2 separate regions of the Mus musculus genome follow, and region 1 is linked to region 2. The links are chromatin contacts, called in public promoter capture Hi-C maps. All regions are on one chromosome and are shown on one strand. Each heading gives the region's core, a stretch centred on a gene start, on an enhancer-like site or on the middle of the called end of the contact. The rest is flanking DNA. Distances are from core to core; before and after follow the strand shown.

What was found. Promoter capture Hi-C pulls out the DNA fragments that hold promoters and counts their contacts.
Region 1: a contact with region 2 is called in a promoter capture Hi-C map of hippocampal neurons, with 2.3 times the contacts expected there. The contact joins the promoter of Slc25a26 here to the enhancer-like site in region 2. A contact is called at or near these places in 6 of 39 promoter capture datasets (the 3T3-L1 cell line, hippocampal neurons, liver and 1 more), 1 of 115 datasets of contacts at active chromatin or transcription factors (embryonic stem cells) and 1 of 9 other capture datasets (adipose tissue).

Annotation. Positions count from the first base shown.
Region 1 is chr6:94,498,678-94,502,053 of GRCm38.p6, forward strand. Slc25a26 (solute carrier family 25 (mitochondrial carrier, phosphate carrier), member 26) reads left to right here and starts at 1,637. Exons shown (of 10, transcript NM_026255.5): 1 at 1,637-1,780. The coding sequence starts at 1,748.
Region 2 is chr6:93,769,875-93,773,375 of GRCm38.p6, forward strand. All of the region lies in intron 6 of Magi1 (membrane associated guanylate kinase, WW and PDZ domain containing 1), which reads right to left. Among named protein-coding and RNA genes, the nearest start is that of Gm23035, 22 kb to the right of the region's middle. Within about 2 kb of position 1,412, at least 55 of the 459 cell types and tissues checked have an H3K27ac peak or open chromatin away from gene starts, as enhancers often do. A contact at or near this core is called in adipose tissue, hippocampal neurons and liver, where this site is marked.

The sequences.
Region 1 (3,376 bases), core at 387-2,886, 730 kb after region 2:
CTACAACATACCTGCTACCTGAGATGTAGTAGGCCCTTCATGCATGCGGAGGTTAGAAGGTATTGTCCAGTAAATGGGAAGACAAGTCTACTCCAAGAAACTTGCTAAATAGTTAATGACATGTTCATCCAAGAGCACACGTTGCCTTCACAGTGAGCAAGATGAATAATCAACTATCAAAGCAAGTCATTTTTTTATGCCACTTTATTTTTTACTGACACAGTGATTGTACAAATTTATTAGGGTAGTGGGTGATAATTCAATACACCCACACGATGTGAAATGGCTAAGTCAGCCATTAGCATGTATAATTCCTTAAATATCATTTCTTTGTGGGTCATCTTTGAAATTTTCTATTTTCTTTTAGTTCTCTATAAAAATATATAACAGTGACTAGGTAGGTGGAACTATATATGTAGCCTTTGTGGCTACATCTATACTGCCCTTGCATGTTCAAGACCCTAGAAAGAAAACCCAAATTATTATCCAAGTGTAATGGCTCACATCTGTAATTCCAACATTTGGGAGGCAGAGGCAGGACAATTGTTATGAGTTTGAGGTCACCAGAACTACATAACTACATTGCCAGTTCTAGCCTATCATAGGCTACAGTGAAACTCAAATACCAACTGAAATACACACACACACACACACACACACACACACGTAAGTAAATTGTAAACTAGCAATCCTACTGTCCTGCAGAGCAATGGTACTTATTCTTCCTGTCTTCCTCCATCTACACGAGGGCCCTGCTAGGTAAACACATATTCTACCATTGAGTTACACTCACTATTAAGCTGTATTTTTTTAAGTATTAAATTCTATTTATTTCACTATCAACATATTAATATGTAATAAAATATAATATGCAAAATATATGATATACAATAAATATTAGGTATGTCCACAGACATTGGGAGACAGCTTGTGGGAACTGGTTGTCTCTTTCACCCTATGGGTCCCAGGGAGTGAACTCAGGTTGCAGGGTTGGTGGCAAGAGCTTTTACCTGCAGAACCATCTCACTCGCCCTATCTAATAGGAATTTGTTAGTTGTCACCTCCAGAATTGGAGGCAAGCGCCTTTACCTACTAAGCTATCTCACTGGCCCTAACTAATTGTATTTTGATAGCAGCTACCTCCATCCTTCTTCCCTTCGTAGTCTCTAGTGATCACTCTCCTACTTTAAGTACATTAATTTAAAGAGAAATAAACGTCAGTACAAATGGAGAATACTTTTTTTTTTTTTTTGGTAATAAAAACGTATTTTTGTTTAACATTTTTTTTCTTTCTTTCTGGAATTGGATCAACAGAAATCCAGCCAGCCTGCACAGATAAAGCGAAGGAATAACGGACTTGGATTGTGAGTAGGAAACCACAGGGCTGGCCTTCAGGTACAGGCAGTGCCGCCTGGTCCCAGTCCTGCCAGCTCTGGTCTCTCCTCCGGGGTCTTTCGTAGATCCCATCCGGGGCCACAGGCTTGTGCGAGGCTCTTGCCTAGCGCCTCCGGAGCCGGCTGCTGAAGGACAGGAAGCCGGAGAAGCTCCAAACCCCAGGGTCCTCCAGGAAAGGCTCAGCGACCAGCACCGAGCGACGCACGTGCTTTTGTTGTGGTGTGACGTCACGAGTTCTGCCCCGGAAGTAGTTGCTCCATATCCCGCCCCAACATGGCGGCGCCCAGCTCTTTAAGTCAGCACCTGCTTTTGCCCAGCTTGTGATTTTTAACCTTGGCGGCGTTGGGAGACCATGGACGCGCCGGGCTTCACGGCCTCGCTGGTGGTGAGTACCGGGTAGGGGTGGGCTGCTGGGTGCAGGCTGCGTGGGAGCTGTGGCGGCTTCTCTGCACTGCCGCTTTCTTCCGGGTTTAAGCAGTGGTCGGTCTGTCCTCAGGTCACTGGCTGCTAGATCTAGGACCAAGCCTAGAGACGTCTGGGAAGTCTGTTCTCAAGGCTTGGTGGCTTCTGATGGGCTTTTAGAGATGAGGTATGCTTGACACATTGTCTTATTTACTGAAGGCTTCAGTAAATTAAGACTTCCCTTGTACACCATATTCACCTGAACTTGGGAATTAAACATGCAAATACACACTATTCAGGAAAACACTTACGACCCATCCATCCAAGATACTAGCTTGTCTTTTTGAAGTTTCTACACATTTAGTTCCTAGTAATCTGCTCATTTTTCTCCACGTTTAGGCTTTGAAGAAATACTGAGCATAAGTAGTGGTGTTGTGGAGTCGATGGTTTATTGGCTAATTCTGTCGATTTATGAGAACCAGTGCTTTTTGAGGGGCCTATAACAGCAGGTCTAGCAGGAGATAATAGATTTAGCAGATGTAAGAGAGACTGGTTAACTTTGATTTTATTCTGGAAGAGTGAACAGAAGCAGACAAGAAATACCTTCATTTTTAAAATGCTCCTGCTAAGGGCAAATAGAAGCCCAGGGGCATTTGTTTACAGAACTAGCTACTGCTCTGATGGAAGGGTTGGAGATAGAGTGTTGAACAAGAGAAACCTGCCCATAAGAGTTAGATGTAGGAGACAGTACAGAAGTGACTGCTCGGGTAAGTGACAGGTGGACTAGGTTCAGGACATTATGGGAAGAGGTGATAACAGGTTATGGGCCAGGCATCCTAAATATATGAGATTCATTTGTGTTTGGGGAGATGGCTCAGTAGTTATAGCATCTGTAGTTCAGTTCCCAGAACCCTGGGAAATGTTGGGTGGGTCTGGTGGCCCATGTGTAATTCCGGTGCTCAGAAGGTGGAGACAAGGGATCCCTGGAGCAAGCTGGTGAGCTAGACTAACCTTTAGTGATCTCTAGATCCTTTGCTTCAGTGAAGAAAGAGGAGAGACAATGAGAAAGACTTCTGACTCAAGGTTGGGCTGCACACACACACACACACACACACACACACACACACACACACATATGTGCACGAGCACAAGCACATAGCACATCGCACCCAGGCTCATTTCATTGTATTTAATTTTCATTTACTGTTATTTACTTCTCCAAAGCTCTGAAAGCACAGGTGCTCTTTCCCCCATTTTGTACATGAAGAAATAGAAATGAAATCGTTTTCTAAGAAGATCCAAGGCTCTCCCAAGAAGTGAGCTCATGCCAGCTAGCTCTGTCTGATAACAGACCTGTGCTCTGAGGCCATAATTTAACCTGAGAGAATTTCTGAAGGAATGGAAGAATACTCAAGCCCAATTCGACAGCCACCTTTTCATTCTTAAGAGCAGCCTCGTTGAACAGATTGAATCCTACAGCCCTCCTGTTAGGAGGCGATGATGAATTGGCTTTTAGAGAAGTGTCCCAGGGTATAAGTACCACTGTGATTGGGGGAACGAACGCCTAGAAATGTTATCA
Region 2 (3,501 bases), core at 162-2,661:
GAAGTCACTTATTACAGACCTTATTTGCAGCAGACAAAGCCGTGAGACCTTTCGATATAGGTCCTTTTAATCCTTCAATAATCCTCTCATCACAGAAGCAATTACACTCGCAATTAGAGCATTACTTAACTTAAAAGTAATGCGGCTTGGAAAAGGGAAAGTGAGGTCAAATTGAAAAGGGAGATTGTATAATGTCCCCAGTGCCTTTCAAGAGGGGGAGAAAGATCAACTATGCCACGGTGATACATATCAAGGAAATGATGCTTGAAGGCTGCGCTGAAGGGGCATCATGGCAGGCAGAGCTCACCGATTTGAGTTTGTTTGTTGATTTGTACATAAGCTTTCTAAGCCAACGGTTCAGACATAGTTGAGTGTAAATTGTGCTCAATTATTTCAGCTAGCAAAACAAGTCACCTCTGACCTCCTCTGGCTGTCAATAAAATAAGTTGGTTATTACTGAGATGAGAACATGGCACAGCACACAACATTCATTTTGTTGTTAAAGGCTCCCGAGCTACAGAGAGCAGGTGGCTGTCGCCTACCCTGGAAGGAAGCTACATGACCCCAGAGGCAAGGGGGTTCAAACCTCTTTCCAGTGTATATGCCAGTGTTCAGGGTACACTGTGGACTGTCTTAGATACTAACCATTAATCAGCTAATCCTGGTAGCTAGTTTGACCTCAGGATTCTGTCTCTGCCTCCTGGTAGAGTCTACAGACAGGCTGCCATGCCCAGCTGGCATGAGCAATCAGTTTTGAATAGCATTCTTTTTGTTGTTATTATTGTTTAAATGATCAGATTTAAATAAAATAAGGTCTGTAATAAGTGACTTCCCACTTAAGAACAAGGAAACCTCAAAGATATTACAAAATGCAAAACTGCCTATTTAGTATTACCTAATGAGGTGCACGGGAAGGCTTGCTCACCCCACCCCCACCCCAGTGAGTATGTGCCAGCCACTGTGTTAGGCAACTGTTAAAACTGGCACAAATACAATGACTCTTTTGGAAGAAAAGACATGTACAAAACTAAACAAAATTCAGTGAAATTAAGACCATGCCTAAGTCTCCAGAGTACGCTACACACTAGAGTGACGTGAATGTATGTATCTGAAGCCAAGGTCATGGAAATGGTATCTGAGCTACAATGTGAAAGATGCATGGGTGTCAATGAAAACCACTCAATTCAAGCTCTGTGAGAGTCGGATGCTTTGCTGTCGCATTCACTGACATGTCTGCAGGGTCTCCAACGGATGGATGTCTCACATAGAAGATATTCAGCAACTGTGAGCAATGTGACCACATTCTAAGGAGGAAGCCCTGAGCATCCAACTGTTAGGCAGCAACTCAGCGAGGTCTAGAGGGAGTGCAAAGCAAAAGGCAGGGCAGGGCAGAGCAGAGCGAGGGTGGCTGGACAGGCAGACCAGAACAGGCAGTTACTAAGCAACCAGAGAGGCCCCAGCAGTGCAGAGAAGACACCCTCACACTGACATAGAAAACAAAACAAAACAACCCCCAAAGCAACCAACTGCTGAGAGCAGCAGAAGGAAGGGATCTGGGTAGGAGACTTGTGTAACCCAGCTAGGAGCTCTACAGGTGGGGAAGAAAAGATGGAGTGGATTTCAGACATATTAAGGAAGCATGTGAACTGAGCTGACTCGTGCATTAGAAATGGAGGTGAAGAAAGGTGATGGATCAATTGGATTCCTGAATGTGTACCCATTTACTTCCAACCAACACGAGGAGCATTGAGTATAGGGTCAATAGTTCAGTTCTAATTATCCTGAGTCAGAAATCTCTTTGAGACAGCCCGCTGGAGCAAAAACACAGGCAACTAAAAATATTGACCTGATACTACAAGGAAGGTCAAGACTTCTAATGGTGCTAGACAAATATTGATGACCAAAGGAGTAATTATATTTATGAATAAAATTCCATGGGCAGGTGGAGCAGAGTATAAGACTTTTAACTGTATAGTACTTTGCAGGCACAGTATGTGTGAGAAGTAGAATTTCTTGATCCAGATCATGACAGCAAACAGTGAGGCAAGGCAGCTCTGTGCTTACAGCAAAACCACAAACTGACAGCTGCCATTATGTGACTATGTGTTTATGCTGTCTATGCACTCATATATCATTCTAAATGAATGAAATATGTGATTCTAATATTGATGAGATAATTACTGAATGACCTGCACTGGATATGCATGTATACTTGTGTCAAGGAAAATGCTGTTAGTGAAAAAAAAAATTTCTGTAGCCCTTCTTAATGCACCCGTTCCACAGCAGTTTTCTCAATGAAAGGCCTTCTATCATCTATTATCATACATTTCCCATGTACTTATGGTAGACATGGACTTTGAAGATCCAATGTAATAAAAATGGTTAAACTGCCTTCAAACTCATCTCTTGTCAAAGATATTAAACCTGTTCCATGAAGTTGTACTAAAGTACAGTTCACAGAAACCTTGTAGTGTTCTCATCTTTGAAAACTGGTTACCTATATATTATATTAAACAGAATCACTGAATACTCAGATGGCCATTACTCCCCACGTATGAGACACAGATCTGCTCACACACCTAGTTCATTCCTTCCTTCTTCAGCTAAGGGAGCAAGGAACTGGAGTAAAATGAGCATGTGGACTGTGCCTCAAATTAGAAACACATATATTTCCACTTGAACTTGTTCCAATAAACATGAACATGCAAACCTATATTTATTGAACAAAATCTGTAGCCATATGTAACAGAAAAATCACAGAGTACAAGGCTTTTAACTGTATACTACTTTGCAATATTAGCTTGCATTTTCCAAATATCACCATTTATGCATATGAAACAATTGTGCACTACAGGGTAAATTAATAATGCTTTGGTATCTCACAGGTAAATATGTTATTATACACACACACACACACATATATATGTATATATACACATATGTTATATATTATAATACATATTATAATGTATTACTTTATTATAATTATTCCACAACTAATACACAATTAATAGTAGTATTCATTCAAATGCTAGGATTGTATAATGAGCAACAAGGCAAGGCAAGCTATTTGCCTTTTAATAAGTTCACAACAGAAAGCAATCTTGACAGAACTTGGGACAGATTCTAGTGCTAAAGAGAATATACTTGCATTAAGCTTTCTTCTGCTTTGGAGAAATAATGAGAAACTCCAAATACTTGAAATAATCCTTTCTAACAGAGACTTGTATAGTCACAAGGAATGTCTGGAAGATGAAGATACAGCTCTAGCCTTCCAAAAATTACAGCTGCGTTTTAAGCTGTAAAGACACTCCTAACGTGTCATTGACCCTAAATTAAACAAGCAATACAATTATGAAAAAAGAGGTAAGAAATCTGGTTTCTTCCCTGAAGGCTTTTATAGCACAGGTTAAGATCTAGTCCATTAGTAAACGTGAAACATCAAACCATCTTTGGTTTCTATATTCCTGAAGAGTTTCTCTAGAGTCTTTTCCAAGTCTG